2 separate regions of the Sus scrofa genome follow, and region 1 is linked to region 2. Evidence: chromatin contacts called from public Hi-C data. All regions are on one chromosome and are shown on one strand. The core of a region is the stretch at or near the end of the contact, and the rest is flanking DNA. Distances in the headings are between cores, read along the strand shown.

What was found. A called contact is a pair of places that touch in the nucleus more often than the background predicts.
Region 1: a Hi-C map of retroperitoneal adipose tissue shows a contact between it and region 2, with 2.9 times the contacts expected there. The contact joins two enhancer-like sites. A contact is called at or near these places in 15 of 47 Hi-C or Micro-C datasets (alveolar macrophages, embryonic fibroblasts, fetal skeletal muscle and 9 more) and 2 of 2 datasets of contacts at active chromatin or transcription factors (alveolar macrophages and skeletal muscle).

What each region holds. Positions count from the first base shown.
Region 1 is chr11:16,701,292-16,708,410 of Sscrofa11.1, forward strand. No RefSeq gene overlaps it. Among named protein-coding and RNA genes, the nearest start is that of FAM124A, 47 kb to the left of the region's middle. Within about 2 kb of position 5,365, at least 33 of the 83 cell types and tissues checked have an H3K27ac peak or open chromatin away from gene starts, as enhancers often do. A contact at or near this core is called in retroperitoneal adipose tissue, where this site is marked.
Region 2 is chr11:16,577,245-16,584,538 of Sscrofa11.1, forward strand. All of the region lies in intron 3 of FAM124A (protein FAM124A), which reads right to left. Among named protein-coding and RNA genes, the nearest start is that of FAM124A, 77 kb to the right of the region's middle. Within about 2 kb of position 5,252, at least 18 of the 83 cell types and tissues checked have an H3K27ac peak or open chromatin away from gene starts, as enhancers often do. A contact at or near this core is called in retroperitoneal adipose tissue, where this site is marked.

The sequences.
Region 1 (7,119 bases), core at 4,115-6,614, 120 kb after region 2:
ACCACCGTGAGACATGAAGCATCTTAACTGTAAATGACACGGCTTTTTCAGTGGGTCACCACTAGTCCCCGAGGAGGCCAAGCAAATACACCTGGGCTGGATAACTAAGAGGAAGACAATTCATTAAAAACATTTTCCTAAGAAGCCTCTCCTGGATCCTCTAAAATTTATCAGGACCCCCTCCCCTCACCCTTGATGTTCTCTTGTACTGTGGGTTTAGCTTATCCTTGCCCAAGCCACAGTCTTCTTAAAGTTTATATCCCATTAAACACATGTGTCTGTAAAATCCTTAAGAAGTTTCCAAAATGCAGTCATTTGATTATAATCTCGAGATTTTTGTTTCATCTCGAGTCATGCATTATTTGTTTACATTTTAACTTAGATTTCATTGATTTATGTTTACCTAGTTTTCTTTTTATTTAAATGGAGCCTCACCCTAAGAAATATTTAAGAATTGAGGGTTTGATGCACTAGATGTATACTTTAAAAAATATGATAAATAATGCATCTACTTAAAATAAAAGTTTTATGTACTACCTGAAATCATCTCATGAACCACTTTGCAAACTTGTGCCCTAGTCTGTCGGATCCTAGAAGGCAGGGATGGGGACCCATAGCAAGCTTAATTCCATCTCAACCTTAACTCCTCTTTGCCAGGCAAGGTAACACACCCATAGGTGTCCTGGAGATTAGGATATGGACATCTTTTTGAGGGTGGGTCTCATGCCTCTGTCTACCACGATGCTTGAATTCAGAGCTGAGTTCAGAGCCGAGAGGTCCTGAAGAGCATAGGATTCTATGGCTTGAATTTCTTGTGGCCCCTTTGGTGACCCTTTTGGGATTTCTTTCATTCAGCCAGAATTCTGTCTGACAGCTGACATCTCAGAAGCTGTTGGGAGCCCCTTGATTCTCGCCATGTACACATGGGCCAGGTCTACACAAAACCAAAGAATTTGGTTCACTTCAGCAAGCACTGGTTGAGTTTTGGTTTACATGCTGGGCCAAGAACTAGGATGGAGAGGTGATCTCTGTCCCTGGGCTTACTGTGAGCATCTTTCTGATGACACAAGGTGTCCCTGCCACGCAATCAATGGGCTCATCTGAGTCAGTCCATGTCACTGACAGGATGGCCAAGGCAGCTTTCTGGAGGACCAGAGGCTCCATTACACAGACAGTCTTCTTAGAAGATGCTTGTAGCTCTGCCGAAAGTGTATGCAGTTTACACAGCATGTGTGCCAGATTTGAGCTGATATATGCTGTAGTCTGTGATCAGGACTGATAAATGTGTTCAGGGAAGCACATTCTTAAAAGTTTAATTTAAAAATGTTAGTTGTGGCCAAATACACATAACGTTTACCCTCTTCACCACACTTGAGGGTACAGCTCAGTAGTGTCACGTCCATTCACACCTGTCGTGGAACCATCACCACCGTCTGTCTCCGGAGCGCTCAGAAAAGCACATTGCTTCAAGGCCACCTTCCCAAATGACTGACGTTCTGATTTTACTCCCTAAGAATCTCTTGAGCTTGTTCCCAGCATGTAATGAACATGAAACCCACTATCTGTTCCCTGCAGTGTTCCCAGTAGGCAATCCCTAGGGCTATAAATTTGAGTGAAAAGGGTGAAATCTGATGACCAAGCACTCCAGGAGTTTGTTCCCACAAGGGCCAGGCGCCCAAAGGCCACTTGTCCAAAATATCCCCCATCCTGGGGAAATGGGAGGGTCTCTGCAAACAGCTTTCCAGGAAATAAAAGTGTGAACAGCGAAAAGTTTATCATGCACTTTTTGTTGTTGTTGTCTTTTGTCTTTTTAGGGACGTGCCCACAGCATACGGAGGTTCCCAGGCTAGGGGTCCAATTGGAGCTGTAGTGGCCAGCCTACACCACAGCCACAGCAACGCCAGATCCGAGCCGCGTCTGTGACCTACACCACAGCTCATGGCAACACTGGATCCTTAACTCACTGAGCGAGGCCAGGAATCGAACCCACAACCTCATGGATCTTAGTTGGATTCATTTCTGCTGCGCCATGACAGGAACTCATTTTTTGTTGTTGTTGTTTTGGTCTATCATGCACTTGTGTCTCATAGTCAACCTCAAAGCTTGCTGATGACACCTTTTGTGGCGTCCTATGAAAGCATTTCAAAAAGAGATTCCCTCCTTCCTTTTTTTGGCCACACCCATGGCATGTGGCAGTTCTGGGGCCAGGGACTGAACCTGCGCCACGGCAGTGACAATGCTGGATCCTTAACCAGTTACGCCACCAGGGAACCCCGACAAGAGGTTTCTTTATAACAGGTTTGTATCTATGAAAACTTTACACTTCAAAAGATTGAGTTTGCTGGTCAAGGATTCTCTTTATACATGTGAAGTTCTAAAATGCTGTTAACAAGTCTCTCTTATACTGTGTTCTAGAGAGATCTGTTTCTTGTGCCAAAATGTAGACCCTTTTCATTTTTGTTCTGCCTGACACTCTTTCAACTGCCCAGAAATGTCCAAGAAAGCTTCACCGTCCAATTCCCCTGCCCCACCCCCGGGGGGGGCCTTCTTGCTTTGTGTGTCTGGGGCCTGGGTTGCTCAACCAGCAGGCTGCAGTTGACCAAGCAAAATGAGGACAATGACCAGCCCAAAAGGGTTTTTTTTGGCACAATTGTCCAGAGCTAAGGTCTCTGGCCTGTCTCAAGAGGCAGAGCCAGCAGGAGCCCTTTCCAGAATGGCTCTCTATTTACAGGAATCGTTTCCTAGCTGACCCCATTTGTATCCCCACTTCAGATCTGCCAGGTTTCTTTTGCAAAGAGCTTCACCCCCATTGCAGTTGCGAACTAAGGAAGACACAGATGATATCCGTTTTCCAAGGGCTTCTCCCATTTCAGCCCAAGGCTACTTCCCATAAAAGAAAAGCTATCTGTGCTTTGAAAAAAAAAAAAAAAAAATTCTGAGCTGCCTTCAGAGCCAAATTAAATGATTGGAACTCTGAGTTGTAGAGATCACAGACCCCATCTAGTGGGAAAATAGGAAGCTGCCACTGCAGTTATTGAATGAAATTTATAGGATGGTTGACATTCCTGCCCAGCTCTTCCTGTGCAGCCCAAGGGGGCCTCCATCCAAAACCAGCGGCCTTTTTCTGTGGGTGTGTGGCGCAGGAGCGGGCCCTCAGAAGGTGCTTTGTCAAGGGAAGGAAGAAAGGCTTTCTCTGTGTGGCGTGGAGGATGCCTCTGCAGAGTAAAGGGAGTCAGGAGCAGTGAGCCTGCAGAGGAACCTGGAAGATTCCAGAAACCCAGGGACCTCAGCCTTGGGCAGCTACAGCGTGGCCGTGCCAGCCGGGAAAGTTAGGGCTGGTCTGGCCCGAGCATCAGGGGCCCTGATGCCAGGGGTCTAAGGGGGTTTGTGCCCTTGGCAGTGAAAGGGTTTTACTCGCATTTCCTGAGGCAGGTCTTTCCCCGGGGGAGTGGATTCCCGTGGATAAGCCGGAAGCCCCGCCACGTGGAGGAGGGAGAGCTTCTCGTCCTCCTCAGACACCACAGATCTGGCCCCGCGGGGGTCATGCGCGCCCAAGCCAGGCCCGGGTGCATCCACGCAGCGTGTTGTCCATTTGTGAGTCTCCGGCTCTCGGCAGGCCTGCTTCCCTTTCAGTTTATAGCTCTCAGCTTAAATGTCACCTCCCCTGGGGGGACGTTCACCACCGCCTGCAGAAGCCTTTACCATTGTTCCCCGCTGGCCCCCCCGCAGGCTCGCTCCGCGGTGCTTGTCACAGGCACCCTAAGCCGCGCGTCCTTCCGCAGCACAGTTTGCCGTCTCCGCACCAGGCGGGGATGGCGTCTGGGGGGGAACCTGACCTAGATTAGAGGCTCAGCCTTTGCAAGAGGAGCGACAGGCTGAGCCCCAGGCCCGGGAGGTGGAGGTGGCCAAGGATGGTGAGGACCCCTCCCCGCCGCAAGTCCGAGCAGCCGCACGATCCGCCGCCCGGGGCGGTTAAGGAAATCGCAGGGGGCCGAGGGCTCCGCAAACGCAAAGCGCTCTCAAGTGCCGTTTGCTTCCATTTGCTTAGTTCCATTTACTCTAAGTGCTTCTTCTGCGTTCCCGGATCCCTTTAAAAGGAACGAAGGTGCACAGCCTGGAAGGAGGGCCCGGAGCCCCTGGTAAGGGGGCAATTTTCTTTGTTTGAGGGGACACAAGAGGCTTGGTTTGCTCATGATGTAGGGGTGGGAACTCCCTTTGATGCACGTCAGGGTGTTGGCCGAGATGGCGGTGGGGTCTCCGAGCTCTTGCTTCTGCAGATGCCCACTTATTAGGGGCTCTGAGTGTCCGCTAAGGAGGAAGAGGCCACCTCTGCTTTTGAAACACCTGCTACAGAAACAACTTAGGAATTCCAAAATGAGCGAACAAATCAGGGTGCATTTTACGTGTTTCTGTTTAACAAACAGATGCTTTTAACACACACCCAGGTGTGCAAGATGTGCCCCACCAGGCAGCCCTCAAAGGAAGAGTGGGGCAGCAAGGCGCTGGACCACACCGTCTGCTCACCACTGTCTCCCCGCGCAGAGCATGCTGGGCGCTGGTTTTGTGTTTTCTGGGTGACAGCAGGCCCGGTCCGCGTAGTCACCCTCCTGGCCTCACACCCCCCCTGACAGGACCGTCTCTCCCCCAAGGTCTGGGAGGAGGTCTGCCTCCGGGTGCCCTTTACTGTCTGGTTGGTCCTCTTCCTTAGTGGGGACTGACTCCAGGATGCCTCAGGCTCGTTTGGGGGGGGGGGGCGTGAGATCCCCGAGGGTGAGGCCCTGGAACCACCTCTATAATCAGCAGCTTCTGCAGTAGGTGGCCCTCCTGGGAAGCAGCCTTTCCCCTCTTTTGCCAGCTCTTAGTTAGAGACCTGCCCACATCCCTCGATCCCGGGGCCCAAGACTCAGGAACTGATTAGTTCAAAAACTCGTCACAGAGCCCAGGATGCTGGGTCCAGGAAGACAAGGATGCGTGAGGAGCAGCTGGGTTCTCTGGAGCACACATCCGCTTGGGTTCTGGATCCGAACTGATCTGGGTTCACCTCGCTTCTGATTGGGGAGTGGGGTGGGGTGTTAGCTATGTCTCCCCATCAGTGGAAGGAAAACAAAGCACCCTAGGGTGGTTGGGAGGGTCACAGGAAATAGAGGAAAGTGCCCGACGATGAGCGGGTTGCAGGGTGGGTGCTGACCCTGCAGGCTGGGGGGCGGGGGTGGGCAGCGGGGCTCCTCCCAGTGACCCAGACCCTGGCTCACTGAACACAGGCCTCCCCAGCCCCTCCCCCTCCGCCCCCAGGAGTGGAGGCGGCTCCCTAAGTGAGCATCTGTGGTTTGCCCGAGTCACGTGCGTGCCTTCTTGCCTCTTCCGTCCCCGAAACCAGCCCCCCTGTTTTAAATGTGCAAGTCCGTCCTATGCTTTGGTGAGATTCAGAGGGACAGAGAGGGGGAGTGCTATAGAATGAAAGCAGTGAGAGGAAGTGAACCACCGGGACTCAGCCGGGGAGGGAGATGTAGGCGGACGCCCCTCCGGCCCTTGCAAAAAGCAGAGGGGCAGGAACCTTGCAAAGCAGAGGGGCAGGGTTCCAGGAAGGAGGGCTTGGAGGTTTGCAAGTGAGGAGGCAGAGGCGGCTGGGGGCTACGGATGCTGAGACACCCCTCCTCCCTGCTGCTTTCAGCTTTAGTCGCTGGGGCAACCCGAGGAGGAGCAGCTACCCTCAGGACAACCGCGGTCCCGCCTCCTCCAACCCCGGACCAGTCCCCGCGTGGTACCGGCATCCGGCATCCCAGGGCCCGGAGGGGTGGGGCGGGCGAACTTTGAACCGAGGAGGCAGGAGGTGGGCGGGGCCGGCAGCGCCTCACTCCTCCTCCCTTTTTGGGGCCGCATCAGGGCCTGCTCCCTCGTTCTTGTGGACAGGGTGGGTCCGGTGCTGAACTCTGCTTCCCTCCCGCCCTGCTCCCCATCGCTTCCCGGGTTCTCACTGCCCTGGGGGCCGAGGCTGGACCGAAGATGGGTGGTTTCCTGCCTGAGCAACTGGGCTGGAAAAGCAGGTGGAGGCCAAATCTTAGAGCCGCTAAACGGCATTTTAAGGAGCTTAGCTTAGATCCACCTCATCGCTGCTGTTAGGATCGACTGAGTCAGTGCATTGCCCAGAGCGATTCCTGGCGTGTGGTTAGAACTCTGTAGCTGGAGGTTGTTATTGCTTCACGAGGCATCCACAGTTTCCCTCCCACTCCTCCCCGTCCCCCCGCCCCCGTCTTGTTACATCCCGCAGAAAGCTCAGCCCTCCACACCTCCTGGAGTCATTTGTCATATTGGTTATGTCCGGCCTTGGTCTTTGTCCATCCCAAACCCAGCAACCGCCAATCCCAGGCTTGGGCCAGAACCGCTTGGCAATCCTCTCCTGTCCCCCGTGGCCCTCGGTCCCCTGGAGGCCACTTTCCAAGCCAGGATAATGAAGTCAACACTCTCGCAAGTCTCTATTTTAGACCTTGAGAAGGGCTTTCTTTTTGCACAACACCCTCCCTATGCAAATACATTGCTGTTTGCAAATAAAGCATCACAGACCCGTTGGGTGCATGTGGACAATGTAAAAAGCGGAACAAAACAGAAGCTGATGCTTTTAAAAATTGTAGCTCAATTCAGAAATGTCCTAACTTCAATAAATAATTTGAATATTCTCCTCATTCCTTTGTCACCACCAGATCGCTAAAGTAGGGTTTTGTGGTTTTTTTTTTTCCAGAATGCAATTGCTTTTTTTCTAATGTTATTGTTAACAGAAAAGATGCTTAATAAGCCAACTCAATGGGGATCAACATGATGAGAGGGAAATGCTTATTTATGTGTTACGACAAATGCATTTCATTGGCATTGGTCTTCACGTAAGGGACTAGTTACAAATCATTCCTTATTAAAAGAAAAAAATTAAAGCAACAAGCACAATTTGTAGCATGTGGTAGGTGCTCAAGAGTGACCACACATTTGCTGCAAGTTACAAGACGTAAATATACACATGTAGTTCCATCCATTCACACGCATATACACACAGGCACAGACATGAAATTTGGACACACTAACTTGGACAGGTTTCCTTTCCCTCCAGTTTGTGCTCAGCCTGATGACAGC
Region 2 (7,294 bases), core at 4,002-6,501:
TCAATGAGAAGGGCTGTCCTCAAGCACATGAGACATAGCATCCAAAGCAGAGATCTCAGATAAGAGAATGTGGTGAGAGGTACAATGATAAGGCTGGGATGGGGGAGACCACGCCTGCCTGTGGGAACAGAGGAGTCTTAGGGGAAGTGGCCCCACAGGTGAGCCTTCGAGATGGGCAGCTGCCATCCTAGTGGGTGGAGAGGAGGCTCTGCTCAAAAGAGAGGCCAAGGCTGTTGGCAGGTAAGCAAGGGACTGGCAGGGGGACAGGGGTGGTGGGCATGCGTTTTGGCTCCGTTAGACCCCAGGTGCATGGAAAGCAGTGTTGGAAGGTCCAGCTGGGAAGGGAGTCTAGTATTGGGGTCAAGGGCATCCTGACCACCTGGGTAAGAAATCCACACACTTCACCTTCTGCTGGGGCCATACTCAGTCTTCATTCTGTCTTTTTCCTGTATGCTCATTCCTTTCATGGAGTTCTATGATCTTTCTTTGCCTAATTTCAGAAATCTCTTAATCCTATAAAGATCGATTGACTCATTTTTTTCAGTCGACATTAACTGTGAGGATCTTTTATGCAGAGCTTCTCAACTGATGTGTTTCAGCCTTGACAGGGTTATTAAAGCTGGGGTGAGATAGGGGTCTCTCTGACTAGCAGCCTCTTGCCCGTGGCTCTGATGGGAAAAAGGTCAGGAGGACGAGGCGCAGATGATTTGGGGTAAGACAAGATCTTAGCCCCTCACGATGAACAGTGCAGCGTGCAGGTGTGGACAAATGAGCCACAGTGACAAACTGAGTGGCAAAACACAGGGCGTGTGGGGGCACAAAGAAGGGAGGGGCTGGTTTTACAGAGGGTGGGCAGTACAGGGAAAGGGTAGAGAACTTGCCTGGGGAAGTCATGCTTAGTCAGCAGCTTGGAGGTGGAAGCGGGGTTTGCTGACGTGGAGGGCAGTCGGGCGTGGCAGGGATGGGCACACAGGCCCAGAAGCAGCTTGAGCAGTGGCTGCAGGCATGAACCCAGAGCAAGAGGTGAGCCCTGAGCAGTGAGAGGAGCCTCGTCACTGGGGGGCGGGGGTAGGGGAGGTGCTGAGTTATGTGTAGACACGAGGCACCACCGCACGTCACAACCCGAAGGCTGGAAAGCAGGACGGTGGCTTGGCTAGATGTGTGGCAGTGGAGGGAAGGAGAAGGGACCAGAGGGCGTGTGGGCAAGGCTGGTGGGAGGAAGACCATTTAGAAGGTGGACACCACCGGGGACTTGCATATTTTAAGATTCAGGACAAAGGAGCCACGTTTTCAGCTCCTTGAATGACTTTCTTCTTACCAATCGATTTAAATATTCCGGATTTTCTGTAGATTCCCTATCCAAACTTCCTGATGCTCTTTTAAATTTTAAAAATAAAAGCAGAGTTGATTTATAATGTTGTATTAGTTTGAGGTATATAGCAAACACACACACATAAATACATATGTACACACACATTCTTTTTCAGATTCTTTCCATAATAGGTTACTGTAAGATACAGAATATAGTTCACTGTGCCGTAGAGTAGGTCCTTACTGTTTACCTATTTAATACAGGGTAGTGTAAATATGTTCCTCCTAAATTCCAAATTTATTCCCTCATTCTTGCCTTTCCCCTTTGGTAACCATACATTTGTTTTCTATCTCTGTGAGTCTGTTTTGGTTTTGCAGATAAGTTTACCTGTATTAGTTTTTTTAGATTCCACATGTAAGTGATATAATATTTTTCTCTGTTTGGCCTCACATCATAGGATAATCTCTAGGTCCATTCATGTTGCCATAAAGACATTATTTCATTCCTTTTTATGGCTGAGTAGTATTCCATTGTGTACCACATCTTCTATATACATTCATCAGTCAGTGGTCATTTAGGTTGTTTCTGTGTCTTGGCTTTGTAAACAGTGCTGCTAGAAACATTGGGAGTTCATGTATCTTTTTGAATTAGTTTTCATCTTTTCTGGATTTATGCCCAGGAGTGGGAATGCTGGATCATATGGTAACTCTAGTTTTAAATGGAGCCTCCATACTGGTCTCCATAGTGGCCGTATCAACCTACCAAGGATGTAGGAGGTTCTGCTTCCTCTACACCCTCTCCGGCGTTTATTACTTGTAAGTTTTTAATGGTCATTCTGACTAGTGTGAGGTGATACTTCAATGCAGTTTTGATTTGCCTTTCTCTAATAATGAAGGATGTTGAGCATCTTTTCATGTGCCTGTTGGCCATCTCTATGTCAGGAGAAATGTCTGCATAGGGCTTCTTCCCATTTTTTCATTGGGCGGGTTGTTTGTTAGATATTGAGCTCTATGAGTTGCTTGTACCTCTTGGAAATTAAGCCCTTGTCAGTCGCATCATTCACAGATATTTTCTCCCAGTCTGTAGGCTGTCTTTTGCTTTTGTTAATGGTTTCCTTTGCTGTGCAAAAGCTTTTAAGTTTGATAGGTCCCATTTGTTTATTTTTGATTTTATTTTTTTTGCCTTGAGAGAATAACCTAAGAAAATGTGACTGTGATTTATATCAGAGAATGTCTTGCCTATGTTCTCTTCTAGGAGTTTTATGATGGCATGTCTCCTATCTAAGTCTTGCAGTCATTTTGAATTTACTTTTGTATATGGTGTGAGGGTGTATGCTAACTTCACTGATTGACATGCAGCTGTCCAGCCTTCCCAACACCACTTGGTCTTGCCTCCTTTGTTGAAGATTAACTGACTGTAGGGGTGTGGCTTTATTTCTGGGCTCTCTATTCTGGTCCATTGATCTGTATATCTGTTTTTGTGCCAATACCATGCTGTTTTGATTATTTTAGTTTTGTAGTATTATCTGAAGTCTGGAAGGGTTCCTGGTCCTTTTCTTAATCCTCAGTCTCTAATTCTCTGTGTGGGGGGGTGTTTGTGTGTGTGTGGGTGTCCCCATGACCTGTTGATTCTTTTCCTGCCCATCAGGCTGTGTACAACCTACTCAAGTTCTGAAGCTTTTCTGCCAAGAGTGGCTTATGGAGCTGAAGGCGAAGCAATGATAGAAATTTCTGATGATCTAATTTACAAGTCCTTAAGGAAAATGATGCAAAGTGCTTTTAGTACAGGTTGCAACTGGGTAAGGTGTGGTTCTCCTAAAGATCACAGTCTACAAAGGCCGTTCCGTGTGCATTTTATGTGCCTGGGGGACATGCTGAATATGGTGAGGATGCTGGTTCCTCATCAGGGCTTGCTGCTCTGTGGTCCAGCGTCCCCTGGACGCCCAACCCAGCTGGTCTGATTCTGTGATGTTCTGCTCTGGTTAGTGACCCTTTTCCTTGCAAGGCTCTGTACTTCACGAGGGCGATTTTGCTCATCACGTGCCCTGCCCAGTACCCGACACATAACAGGAGTGTAGCCTGAATGAAGAGTCACAGCTTGAGGATGGGTAAGGAGCCGCCCACGTGTGCCTGGGAGGTGTTACAGCTGGGCAGCTATTGAAAAGACAAACTAGTTTTCTCCATTGTTTGAGTTTGGTTAAATATAAGAGAAAAGAAGTCATGAACGAGGCTCTGTAGAGAAGGAAGTTCTCAGGGAAGGAGGCTGCTTCCAGTGGTGGGTGGGGGCGGAGAATGTTTATCAAGTAAAATGCCTGACTTATTTTTCCCAAAGGCAGCTTCCCCTGAGTGCCCCAATGTCATTTTTCCATCTTTCTTTCTTTCTTTTTTTTTTTTCCTTGTCTTTTCAGGGCCACACCCTCGGCATATGGAGGTTCCTAGGCTAGAAATCAAATGGGAGCTGCAGCTGCTGGCCTGTGCCACAGCCACAGCAGATCCGAGCTGCATCTTTGACCTACACCACAGCTCACAGCAATGCTGGATCCTTAATCCACTGAGCGAAGCCAGGGATTGAATCCCAATCTTTATGGATTCTAGTGGGCTTCTTAACCAACTGAGCCACAATGGGAACTCCTCCGATGTCATTTTCTTACTTGCTAAGTCTGCACCTGAAACTTGAATCTTCAGAGTGTTATTCAAGGAGCACACTCTAGATGAGCATGTCTGCTGTCTGAAGCTGCCTGAAAAAGGAAGCCTCTGTGAATACTGCTCCCTGAGAACCAAAAGGCCAAGGTTCCCACACGAGGCGCTGCTTGGAGACATGTGAATCTTTCCACTGTCGGAGACAGAGCAGCATTAATTTTGACTTCAATTCAGGAACTACTGGCAGGGGACGAATACCTGGTGGTTTGGTAGAGATTTTCTTCACTGTGCTTATTTAACAGAAACCTATCTGTGCTGTTTTATTTTTACTGCATCATGAAGGCAGGAGTCCAGATAAACCCTAAAATCTGCTTGGAAGAGAGGTGGTACCCAGTGTTTTTCACTGGAGGGATGCCCATGGCACTGTGGAAGTGCCTGCTGCGTGAGTGCAGTTCTAGCTGGCATAGCGTCGGCTGGTAAGGATGCAGGGGTGGGGAGCTGGAGCAGGTAGCTTTGGAGGCTCTCCCCCAGCCCGTGGTGGGCTCAGGCTAATGCGCATGTGGGACGTGCCTGCAGCAGATCCGGTGGTCTTCTCCAGCCCTGCCCTGAGGCAGAGAAGTCAGCATCTCAAAGCAGGGTCTTGTCTGTCTAATGACAACTCATATATGCCAAGGATGATCCTTCTTTCTGTGCCCTTCCCTTGGCGGTCACTCTATTCTGGCCTCTCTTACCTCCCTATCTGACCGGACAAAGAACAGCAGAAGCTGAGAATGAACCATCACATTGATGCTTTCAAGAAGCTCTTTTCCAGAGTAAAGCAAAACCCTGTGCCTCGCTCCCCCATAGAAGCCCCCTGCCCCCACTTTTGGCTCTCAGGGCTGCCCTCTGGAGCTTCTCCGTGTGACAGCAGCAGTGTCCCACAGGGATGGCTTCTCACTGAAGGAGTGCAGGCTGGCTGAGTCACTGGCATCCTGGAGTTCCCTCTTTGCTATTTATGGAGCTTTCTCTAAGGAACAGAGGAGCATTACATCAGCGAATGTGCCAAAGGCAACCGGCCAGGGAGGTCTGATTATGGGCCTGAAATCACCACAAAGCTGAAATGCAGGAAGTGACCCATGAGCTTTGAGCACAGGCAGTTTGCAATGGAAGAAGTAAGCGGTCTGTTTCAAGGATCTGGCTGTCTATAGACGGTGGACAGAATCTTTAAGAAGGGTGATTCTGTCCCTGACCCAGGGGCCCTGGGTGTACATATATACATCATGGGTCGATCACCGTCAGGGAATTCTCCCACCCTTACCCCACCTCTTTCTGAGAAAGGTCATTTCCACTTAGTCTGTCCTTGGCAGAAACAGAACCAGTGTGGCATTGCTGTGCAATGAGCCAGTAAAGACCTTTTAACCCAGGGCCCAATAAGAATTAGGTAGGCTGACTTTGCACTTTGTTGCTGGTTTCCTTTTGCTGTGCTTTTTAGTTCGATGAGGCCACACTTGTTTGTTTTTTGCTTTCGTTGCCTTTGCTTTCGGTGTCACATCCAAATTATTATCATCAAGACTGATCTCCAGGAGCTGGCTGCTGTGTTTTCTTCCAAGAGGTTTATGGTGTTTCAGTCCAAGGAGCTCGCCCATTTTGAGTTCACTACTGTATATGGTGTAAAAGTGGTCTGTTTTCCCATGCCATTCATTGCCAAGACTGTCCTTTCCCCATTATATATATTTGGCTCCTTTGTCATAGGTTAATTGACCATATACTGGGCTCCACGTTCTGTTCCATTGATCAGTGTGACTCTTTTTATGCCAACACCACACTGTTTTAATCACTATAGCTTTGTAATGATAGTTTGAAATTAGGAGGCATGATGCTTCCAACTTCTAAAGTTGCTTTGGCTATTTCACGGTCTTTTGTGGTTCCAACAAAATTTAGTGTTGTGTATCTGTGAAAACTACCATTGGGATTTTGATAGAGATTGTAATGAATCTGGGGTTGCTTTGGGTAATACGGACTTTCTGATAGTATTGATTCTTCCAGTCCATGAGCGTGGAATACCTTTCAATTCATTTGTGTTCATCCATTTCTTTCATTGAGGTCTTAGTTTTCACTGCATAGGTCTTTCACCTGCTCAGTTAAATTTATTCCCAGGTACTGTACTCTTGATGCAATTGTAAATGTGACTGTTCTCTTAATTTCTCTTTCAGATAGTTTATTAGAATATAGAAACAAAACAAAATTTTATATGCTGATTTTGTATCCTGCACTTTATTGAATTTATTAGTTTTAAGTTTCATTTGTTTTCTGTATATACTATCATTTCACCTACAAACAATAACAGCGTTCCTTCTTTCTTTTCAATTTCAGAAGACTTTTTTTTTCCCCCCATTTCTTGGGCTGCTCATGCGGCATATGGAGGTTCCCAGGCTAGGGGTCGAATGGGAGCTGCATTTTTTCATGTTGAAGTACATTCCATGATTTCCCAGTCTGTTGAAAAGCCTTGTCATAAATGTTGAACTTGGTCACATGCTTTTTCTGCAAATATTGAGATGATCATATGATTTTTAGCCTTCATTTTGCTAATGTACTATCATATTGCCTGATTTGTAGGTGCTTAACTGGGCATGCATCCCTGGAATAAATTCCACTAGAACATGTATGATCCTTTTTTTTTTTTTTTTTTTTTTGTCTTTTTGCCATTTCTTGGGCCGCTCCTGGGGCATATGGAGGTTCCCAGGCTAGGGGTCGAATCGGAGCTGTAGCTGCCAGCCTACGCCAGAGCCACAGCAACACGGGATCCGAGCAGCGTCTGCAACCTACACCACAGCTCACGGCAACACCGGATCATTAACCCACTGAGCAAGGGCAGGGACCGAACCCGCAACCTCATGGTTCCTAGTCGGATTCGTTAACCACTGCGCCACGACAGGAACTCCCGATCTTTTTACTGTATCACAGAAATCACTTGCTATATTTCATTGAGGATTTCTGCATCTATGTTCAACAGGGATATTGACCTGTCATTTTCATGTGGCATCCTTGTTTGGTTTTGATATCAGAGTAATGCTGGCTTTGTAAAATAAACTTGGAAGTGTTCCCTCCTCTTCTGTTTTGTTTTTGTTTTGTTTTGGAAGAGTTTGAGGAGGATTGGGTTTAATTTTTCTTTAATTTCCTTTAAATTCACCAATTGAAGCCATTTGGTTCTGGCCTTTGGTTGGTTGGGAGGCTGATTACTTGTTCAGTTTCCTTGGTATTAATCAGTTTGTTCAGATTTGCTTCTTCAATACTGTGTCTTCATGAGTCAGTCTTGGAAGGGTGTACATTTCTAATGTATCTACTCATTTGAGGTTGTCCAAAT